Linked DNA regions of Mus musculus: all the other regions are linked to region 3. A link is a contact called in public promoter capture Hi-C data. All regions are on one chromosome and are shown on one strand. Each heading gives the region's core, a stretch centred on a gene start, on an enhancer-like site or on the middle of the called end of the contact. The rest is flanking DNA. Distances are from core to core; before and after follow the strand shown. Region 1 holds the start of Mcmdc2 (minichromosome maintenance domain containing 2). Region 2 holds the start of Vxn (vexin). Region 3 holds the start of Vcpip1 (valosin containing protein (p97)/p47 complex interacting protein 1).

Region 1 (2,700 bases), core at 135-2,634, 160 kb before region 3:
AATGCCAATGATCAGGAAGCAGAGGCACCCAGGTCCCTGAAGTCTAGGCTAGCCTGGTCTGCAGATGGAGGATAGCCATTGAATCTGTGTCTCAAAACCAAACCACCACCACCACCAAGAACAAAAACAGGTTTCTGAAGTTGGATGACATTGAGTGAAATGGTTGTGTAAATTTAGAATAAGTTTTTGAAGTGCAAAATAATTATATAAGGAAAGAGAAGTTTACAAAGTTTTTGAAAACAGAATCGTCCTTTTTTTTTAAAAAAAATATATTTTGGAAATTAGCTCCTTCATGTTGCCTGTGTGAAGAATGCTTTGAAACTAAACAGCCAATTATCAGTTTTCAACTAGTGTTGTATTTCTAAGAGATGGATGGACCAGCCCAGGGTATTTGAAACAAAACGGAATGGAGGAGATAATTCTAGAATTTTAAAGACTCTAATTCTGGGCTTCATGACCAACCTGTACCACACAGAGAGGAAAAAATTCAGTCGAGGCCAGGTCATGGTTGCAGACATTCAGTAGGTTGGGCAGACTGAGTTCAAAGTTAGTCTCTAGCAGATAGGTGGTAGCACACAGCCTTGATCCCAGCACTCAGGAGGCAGAGGCAGGGATATCGCTGTGAGCTCCATGATGGGAAGGGCTCTGCAAAGAAACCAAGTCTCGAAAAGCAAAACAAAACAAAACAAAACGGTAGTCTTTGTAGCCGTGGGCTACATAATGAGCTCTAGGGTAGTCTGAGTTGCATAACAAAGCCCTGTCTAGAAATCAAGGTTTGTTATGTCCAAGGCTGGGCTTCATCACAGCACCGCCAAACAAGTGAATTTTCATTTATCAGGTGCGTGTGCCGCAGACTCTTGAAAGTCAGCTAGGCAGGAAAGGACACAAGAAGTTGAGTCTGGAGTTCAGGGCCTTCAAAAGATGGGCATAGAGCCCAACTGTCTGCCCAAAATTGTCATGCTGGGCAGAAGTGGCACGCGCCACTCAGCAGGCAGAGAGGCAGGAGCATCTCTGGGTTTGAGGTCAGCCTGGTCTACAGAGCAAGTTCCAGGACGGACATACGGACTGACAGACAGACAGTCTTGGGGATGAACGCATTTGCAAGTAGGGGATTATGAGGAGAAAAGGACACAGAACAGGCCACCGGAATAATCCAAGTTTTCCCTTCTGTCAGCGCTGAGGGAACCCTGAGGAGATGCGGAGACCAAGGCCCAAACACCTCAGGACTCAGCCACTAGAGAGAACCCGCTTGGCTCGCCGGCCCTGCAGCTCCTCAGGAGACTCCAGTGCCTTCGACCTGGCTATGTTGCCACCTCTGGAATAAGACTCACCTGCACTGCAGGACCCGCGTGGGCTACAGAGGGCCTCCTGCGCACGCGCACTCTCCCAACTGTCGGGCGCGCGCGGGGTCTGCCGGGACCGCAGCCCTTCTGTCACCAGGGCAACCAGTCTCACCTATATAGTGCTGTTTGCTCCCGCAAGGCAAAGAGATGGAGATTCTTTTGCTTTTGCTGTTATCTAATCCAAGACAATATCTGTATGAAAAAAATTTCAATTTCTGCTGGTGGAAATGCGAAATAGCGTCGTAAACTTCGGAAACTGTGGTAGCCTCTCAAACGGCTAATTCCAAGAGAATTGAAAATATGCATCCACAGAAAATCTTGTATATGTAAATTCATACTATTACTCAAAATTGCCCCGAAGTGAATGTCTTGACTTCCAACTAGCGTCAAACAGCTGTGGTATAGCAACACAAAACAACACTATATTCCCTTGAATTAAAAAGAGAATTAAGGGATAGCACAATACTATGGCTTTTGAGTGCACTGTGCAAGAGGAAAGGCACAAAGTCATATGTTGTATGTTGCCATTCATGTATGAAATAGGATAGGCAAACATGAATACAAATTTATGATTACCTAGGGCTTGGTAAAGCAGTGAAAAGTGATTGATAATGAGTAGGGGACTTCCCCCCTAAAATGTAGTAAAATACACATAACAAAATGTACCATTTTAGCCATTCTTGAGTGGAAGCTGAATGTCATAGAACTGTAACACTGTTTCCAGTACATAATTATCTTCCCCTAACTTTGTACCATTTAGTGATTCCCTAAGTTCCTGGCAATAACCATTCTGTCTTTAAAATTAGCTACTCCAGAACTCATAAATGGAACAAATACAGCATTTATTGTCTTGTGCCTTTTATTCTACTTCATAAAATGTCCTTAAGGCTCATCCATGTTGTAGGATGTTAGAATGGTCTTCATTTGTAGTATTCCATTCCATGGATTCTTTTCTTGGTGCTGGGAACTGACACTGAACCTCCAGGCCCTATCGGTTGTTTGTGAGGTAATGGAGATATCCTAAAGTTGAATAAATTCTGAAGAAAGTCTGTCATTTGTTGATTTTGAGACAGGGTCTTTCTACTATAACCCAGGATAGCCTTACATATACCTTGTAGTCCAGGCTGGCTGTGAACTCAGTTCATAGCATAGGCAAGTCTTCAATTCACAATTTTGCCTCAGCTTTCAAGTATATTTAGGTACTTATAGGTACATTTCACTATATCAGGCATTTTAAAATGGATGAATTCTATAGTATAAGAATTAAAGATCATAGAAGCTTTACCAAACAACAAAAGCACTAAAATTTGGACTAGCTCAAGTGTACTACTTGGCAAAGTAGGCCTTCTTCCTCTTC
Region 2 (2,700 bases), core at 134-2,633, 150 kb after region 3:
CCTCTATACACACAGATCTAATTCATTCCTCTTCAGAAGGGTTGACTTTCAGAATCTCCAGAGCGAATTTCAACTCCTACACATGGGCACACTCCCAACTTCCCCTTTCCTCCCTTTCCCTCAGTAGTAGATGTTGAGAGCTCAATTTATGTTTAGCTGTTTGCCTGTGCCCAGGCTGAGTCTCCACCCCTGGTAACCCCCCTCAGTATTGGACAGAGGAAGAAAAGAATAGTTTGAATGTGTGCTCCCAGCACTAGCAAACATTCAAACCATTTTAGCCAAATATCACAGTCAAGCCAGGCGTAAGCCTGTGCCACAGCAGGACAAGGGGCTACAGGGTCAGAACAATGGCAAGGTAAAGCTGACTGGATCATCGGCCCTTCCTCAAATTTGGACTCACAAGCCCTTCCCAGGGATCCGCACCAATGGCCAGGACCCAGAGGTTATAACGTCAAGATTCCCTTTTGGTAGTTCCCTTTGTGGTCCTATGGATAAGTCAGCCTGGGGTCAGCTTCATTGCCTTTCTGGGTGTTTGATTGCCTTTCTGGAGTCTTTTCCCTCCCAAGTCAGATGGAGTTGGCTTTGGAACGGCTGATTCTCTCTTCAGAACCTGCCCTTTTTTTTTCCTTTACCGGAGACAATAAGAAAGCTTATTAGGCTGCCCTGGAAATTTTGTTTCCATCGTTGTCTCTTTAACAATCACTTATTGTCCCAGCCTTTGAGCCTGCTGGGTTGTCCGTTTCGAATTAAGTGAAGCAGGAAGGCTATGCTGTCCTCGTCCCCGCCTGAATAGATTGTTTCCCTATGATTGATGTTTATCCTTGTGCCCCTCTTCAGAAAAGGGGGACATCAAATGACATCGACACGAAGAAGCCAGCAGACCTCGGGACCCGAGGGTACCAAGTACTAGTGTACCTTAGTCCGACAGCACCGGGTCACCTCCCGCATAAGATGCCACAATAGGGGACGCCAAGAGCGGTTGTTAGGATTATTACTCACCCTTGGAAGGAATCACCGTGGTGAAAACTTCAATATTCTCATCACTGCAGCTGTAGATCTGATGCATGGTCTCAGCCCCCTGCCCTGCAGGGTGTCCGGGAGCCCGTGGCCTCTCTCTGGAGCCCTAGTCCCAGGGTCTCCTAAGCCAGTCTGGCTCTGTGATCATTGTGCAGGTCCACAAAAGGCAGGCTGCCTGTGCCTCTCATGACAGTCTCACCGCAGCAACATTTCCTAATCCCATCTGTCTTTTTTTTTTTCTTTCTTTCTTTCTTTCTTAAATGACTCCTATTATTGCAAACCTTTGATTGAACACGGAGCCTTCCGTCTCTCCCTCTCAGCTAGGATGTACTTAACAATTTTATTTTCCAGTGTCTGCCGCAGTGAATTTGGAAGTCTTTTGTGAAGTGACGAAGTGAATTCGCCTACTCAGTTAGCGCACAGCTTGGCTGGAGGATTTCACAGAAGAGGAATAGACGAAACGTCAGTTTTGCTATCAGTGTGCCCGGGTCTCATTCCAGAAAGGAAGGGCTTTTTCTCCTCCTCCAGGGGAACAGGATCTTCATTTGTCATATGTTAACTCCGCTCCCTTCAAAGTTTCTATTTTAAATAAAAGGACTGTTTTTTCACCACATATTTTTCTCAATCCACTTTGACAACAAGGCTTACATTTCAGGAGGTGAGAGTTTAGTGTTTCTTTGTACAACCCTACAGGTATGCATAGTCACGCAACAGGCAGTGCACACACCAAGGGACCCGTTTATAGGATAGTTATATTTTATTATCTTCTATATTGGAATGTATTTATTGCCTTATCTTTTTATGTTATATAGTCTATGGGTATGCTATATTTTCCTCATATAATCTTTCCTAATATATACACAAATAAATGTCATGGTAGCTATACATTTCATAAACATATATAAGCATATGCATTTTATCCAATCCCACTACTTTTTATTATGCTACACAGTTTCACACCATAAGACTGATGGAGTGTAATGAAATTAACAGTGACAGCTGCCCTATTAAATATTAGTTACAAGTCATGGAGCTAGCTATATGATATCATTGAGTATCTATAACTAACCAATGGCTCTAGCTAATTATTATTTTACCGTGGTATTCTCAAGAAACTGAAGTATGAAGACTTTAGCTTCTTTAATGATTAAAATAGCTAATTTGCACCAAAATTGGATTTAATCTCTAGATTGACTGAAAAGTTAATAAACTAGCTCCTCAAACTCTCTCTCTCTCTCTCTGTGTGTGTGTGTGTGTGTGTGTGTGTGTGTGTGTGTGTATGATGCTATAGCCCAGGCTGGCCCCAAACTCATAGCCTTCCCAAAGTAGGGATTACGAGTATTTACAACCATGTTCTATTAATTTCTAAAATTTTATTTAATGTGTATGTTTTGCCAGCATAGGACAACAGATCCCCTGAACTGGAGTTACAGGTGATTGTGACCTGCTATGTGGGTGCTGGGAATCAATTCATGGTCTTCTAGAAGAGCAGTTGGTGTTCTTAACCACTGAAACATCTCTCCAGTCTCTTTGTGTTCAATTCTTTAGTCTTGACTTGCCATTCTTTAACCTTGGGTGAACCTAGTTCATCATATTTTAGACATGGAGTTGTGTCTACTGATATTTCTGTACTGGACAAATGTTTGCTCCCTAGGTAGTTTTCAGCACTTCATCTCTTTCTCT
Region 3 (2,700 bases), core at 174-2,673:
AGAACAGTTATAGATCTACACACACACACACACACACACACACACACACATACAGTTTGAAAAATGCATCAGTTGAGACCACGAATTTGAAAGAGAGCAAGGAGGGGCATATATGAGGGTTAGGAAGGAGGAATGGGAAGGGACATATAATTATATTATAGTCTAAAAAATAGAGTGAAGTGAAAATCTCCTATATATTATGCAGGCTGGGATTATATCTCAGTTAGTAGAATGCCTGCCTATCATGCATGAAGCTCCAAGTTCAGCCCTTAACACTGCATAACCTAGGTGTAGTGGTATGTACCTCTGACCCTGGCATTTGGGAGGTGGAGGCAGAAGACAGAAAGTTCAAGGTCAATTCTCTACTATAGGGAGTTTGAGGTCTGCCTGGGCTAAAAAAGTAAAACTGTATACTATATATGCATAGAAAAACCTTAATAATTGTGATCTCTAACTGCTAACAGACAACGTTAACTTTCTTTTAAACTTATTTTTTAAACATTTGATGACAAGCAATTTCCTTAACACTTAAAAAAGAAGACAGGTTGGTGGCAAACATCTTTAGTCCCATCACTCAGGAGATAGAGGCAGGTGGATCTCTGTGGATTTGAGGCCACCCTCGTCTATTTAGTGAATTCTACACAAACAAACAAACAAATAAACAAATAAACAGACAGACAGACAGACATACAAAAAGACAAATATAATAACAGGATGTTTTCTTTAAAAGTGTTCTTACAAGTTGGCGATCAGTAATTCTCAAACTGTGACCTTTCATCATTAACCTACCAGCTTATAACTACGAATAAGATAGAAGCTCAGTTACGGCACTTGCTAGCTAAGTGGTAATTTTAAAAAAATGACATCGTATTTGAAAAATTAATATACTTAAAAAAAAAAGTAGCCTCATAGAAAACTCCTTCCATGTTCTTAGGACCTTTAACCCGGACTTCCTAGCAGTGGTGGTGGACTTTAGACCCTCTTCCACACCAATCCTTTGCACTTTTGTTTTCCCCAAGCACACTCCTTTCTGCGCAAGGGGAAAGTGCAGGGGGACACTACCCACAGCAGCCTAGGAATGTGATTTCTCTGACTCTTTCTCGTGGGCCATAGAATGGGGGACAAACTACAAAAGAGATCCAGTTAAAAATACAACTACCGACAAGCTCCGCGAATCATCGACTTCCTTTCTGCCCCCACCTTCCGAGTGCCTTCCTCTTCCTCCTCCCCGCGTGCGTCGAGTCGCTTTGCATCACGGTATTTGAAGTTCTTTCTGGACGGAAGCGCCTAGCACTCCTTCGCGAGAGAGGAGCCGGAAGACTCTGGTTCCCAGAGGGCAGAGCAGAAGCTACGCCTGCGCAGTCTCAGTGAGGGCGTGTATGTCTGTGTCTGAGGGAGAGAGCGAGAGTGAGTGAGTGTGAGTGCGGGGTGGGGTGGTGGCCGTTACGTTCGGGGCAACGGCTAAGGCAGTGGAGAAGTGAGAAGAGAAACAACGTCCGGCGCTTCCGCCTTCGCCTAGGAGGAGGAGGAACTGGTAGGAAAAGGAAAGCCATTCGCCCTGGGCCTGGACTAGACCTCGTCGGGCCGGCGGAGGTCTGGCTATGTGCCTTTGAGGGTCGCTTGGGACGCCGAGCGAGAGCCGAGAGCGATGTCTCAGCCGCCGCCGCCTCCTCCGCTGCCGCCGCCGCCGCCTCCCCCTGAGGCTCCGCAGACTTCGTCGTCTCTGGCGGCGGCGGCTTCTCCGGGGGGCCTTTCGAAACGAAGGGACCGAAGAATCCTTTCCGGGAGTTGCCCGGATCCCAAGTGCCAGGCGCGCCTCTTCTTCCCGGCCTCGGGTTCTGTCAGCATCGAGTGTACCGAGTGCGGACAGCGGCACGAGCAGCAACAGCTGCTGGGAGTGGAGGAGGTGACCGACCCGGACGTAGTGCTGCACAATCTGCTGCGGAACGCGCTACTCGGAGTGACGGGGGCTCCCAAGAAGAACACGGAACTGGTAAAGGTGATGGGCCTCTCCAACTACCACTGCAAATTATTGTCGCCAATATTGGCACGCTATGGAATGGACAAACAAACGGGCCGGGCCAAGCTTCTCCGGGACATGAACCAAGGCGAACTGTTCGATTGCGCGTTACTTGGTGACCGGGCCTTCCTCATCGAACCAGAGCACGTCAACACAGTGGGCTATGGCAAGGACCGCTCCGGAAGCCTCCTGTATTTGCACGACACGCTCGAGGATATCAAACGGGCTAATAAAAGTCAAGAATGCCTCATCCCAGTGCATGTGGATGGGGATGGACACTGCCTAGTGCATGCTGTGTCTAGGGCTCTAGTAGGCCGAGAGCTCTTCTGGCATGCTCTGAGGGAGAATCTTAAGCAGCACTTTCAGCAGCACCTAGCCCGATATCAAGCCCTGTTTCATGACTTTATTGATGCTGCCGAGTGGGAGGACATTATCAATGAATGTGACCCTCTGTTTGTGCCACCTGAAGGTGTCCCCTTAGGCCTGAGGAATATCCACATATTCGGCCTTGCCAATGTGTTACATCGTCCCATAATTCTTTTAGATTCCCTCAGCGGCATGAGAAGCTCTGGTGATTATTCAGCCACCTTTCTACCTGGCCTCATACCTGCAGAGAAATGCACTGGGAGAGATGGTCATTTGAACAAGCCAATCTGTATTGCGTGGAGTAGCTCTGGTAG

Evidence for each region. Promoter capture Hi-C pulls out the DNA fragments that hold promoters and counts their contacts. Capture Hi-C pulls out chosen DNA fragments and counts their contacts.
Region 1: a contact with region 3 is called in a promoter capture Hi-C map of hematopoietic stem and progenitor cells. The contact joins the promoter of Mcmdc2 here to the promoter of Vcpip1 in region 3. A contact is called at or near these places in 11 of 39 promoter capture datasets (the C10 cell line, cranial neural crest, embryonic stem cells and 7 more), 1 of 484 Hi-C or Micro-C datasets (bone marrow-derived macrophages), 4 of 115 datasets of contacts at active chromatin or transcription factors (bone marrow-derived macrophages, embryonic stem cells, microglia and 1 more) and 3 of 9 other capture datasets (adipose tissue, liver and pancreatic islet).
Region 2: a contact with region 3 is called in a promoter capture Hi-C map of adipose tissue. The contact joins the promoter of Vxn here to the promoter of Vcpip1 in region 3. A contact is called at or near these places in 1 of 39 promoter capture datasets (the C10 cell line), 1 of 115 datasets of contacts at active chromatin or transcription factors (the 230-238 cell line) and 2 of 9 other capture datasets (adipose tissue and liver).

What each region holds. Positions count from the first base shown.
Region 1 is chr1:9,907,322-9,910,021 of GRCm38.p6, reverse strand. It overlaps Mcmdc2 (minichromosome maintenance domain containing 2), which reads right to left and starts at 1,384. Exons shown (of 15, transcript NM_177722.3): 1 at 1,332-1,384.
Region 2 is chr1:9,599,950-9,602,649 of GRCm38.p6, reverse strand. Vxn (vexin) reads right to left here and starts at 1,383. Exons shown (of 6, transcript NM_178399.4): 1 at 1,000-1,383. The coding sequence starts at 1,066. The region is part of intron 3 of 2610203C22Rik (RIKEN cDNA 2610203C22 gene); the gene reads left to right.
Region 3 is chr1:9,747,105-9,749,804 of GRCm38.p6, reverse strand. It overlaps Vcpip1 (valosin containing protein (p97)/p47 complex interacting protein 1), which reads left to right and starts at 1,423. Exons shown (of 3, transcript NM_173443.3): 1 at 1,423-2,700. The coding sequence starts at 1,649. 1700034P13Rik (RIKEN cDNA 1700034P13 gene) reads right to left here and starts at 2,157. Exons shown (of 4, transcript NR_040462.1): 1 at 1,201-2,157.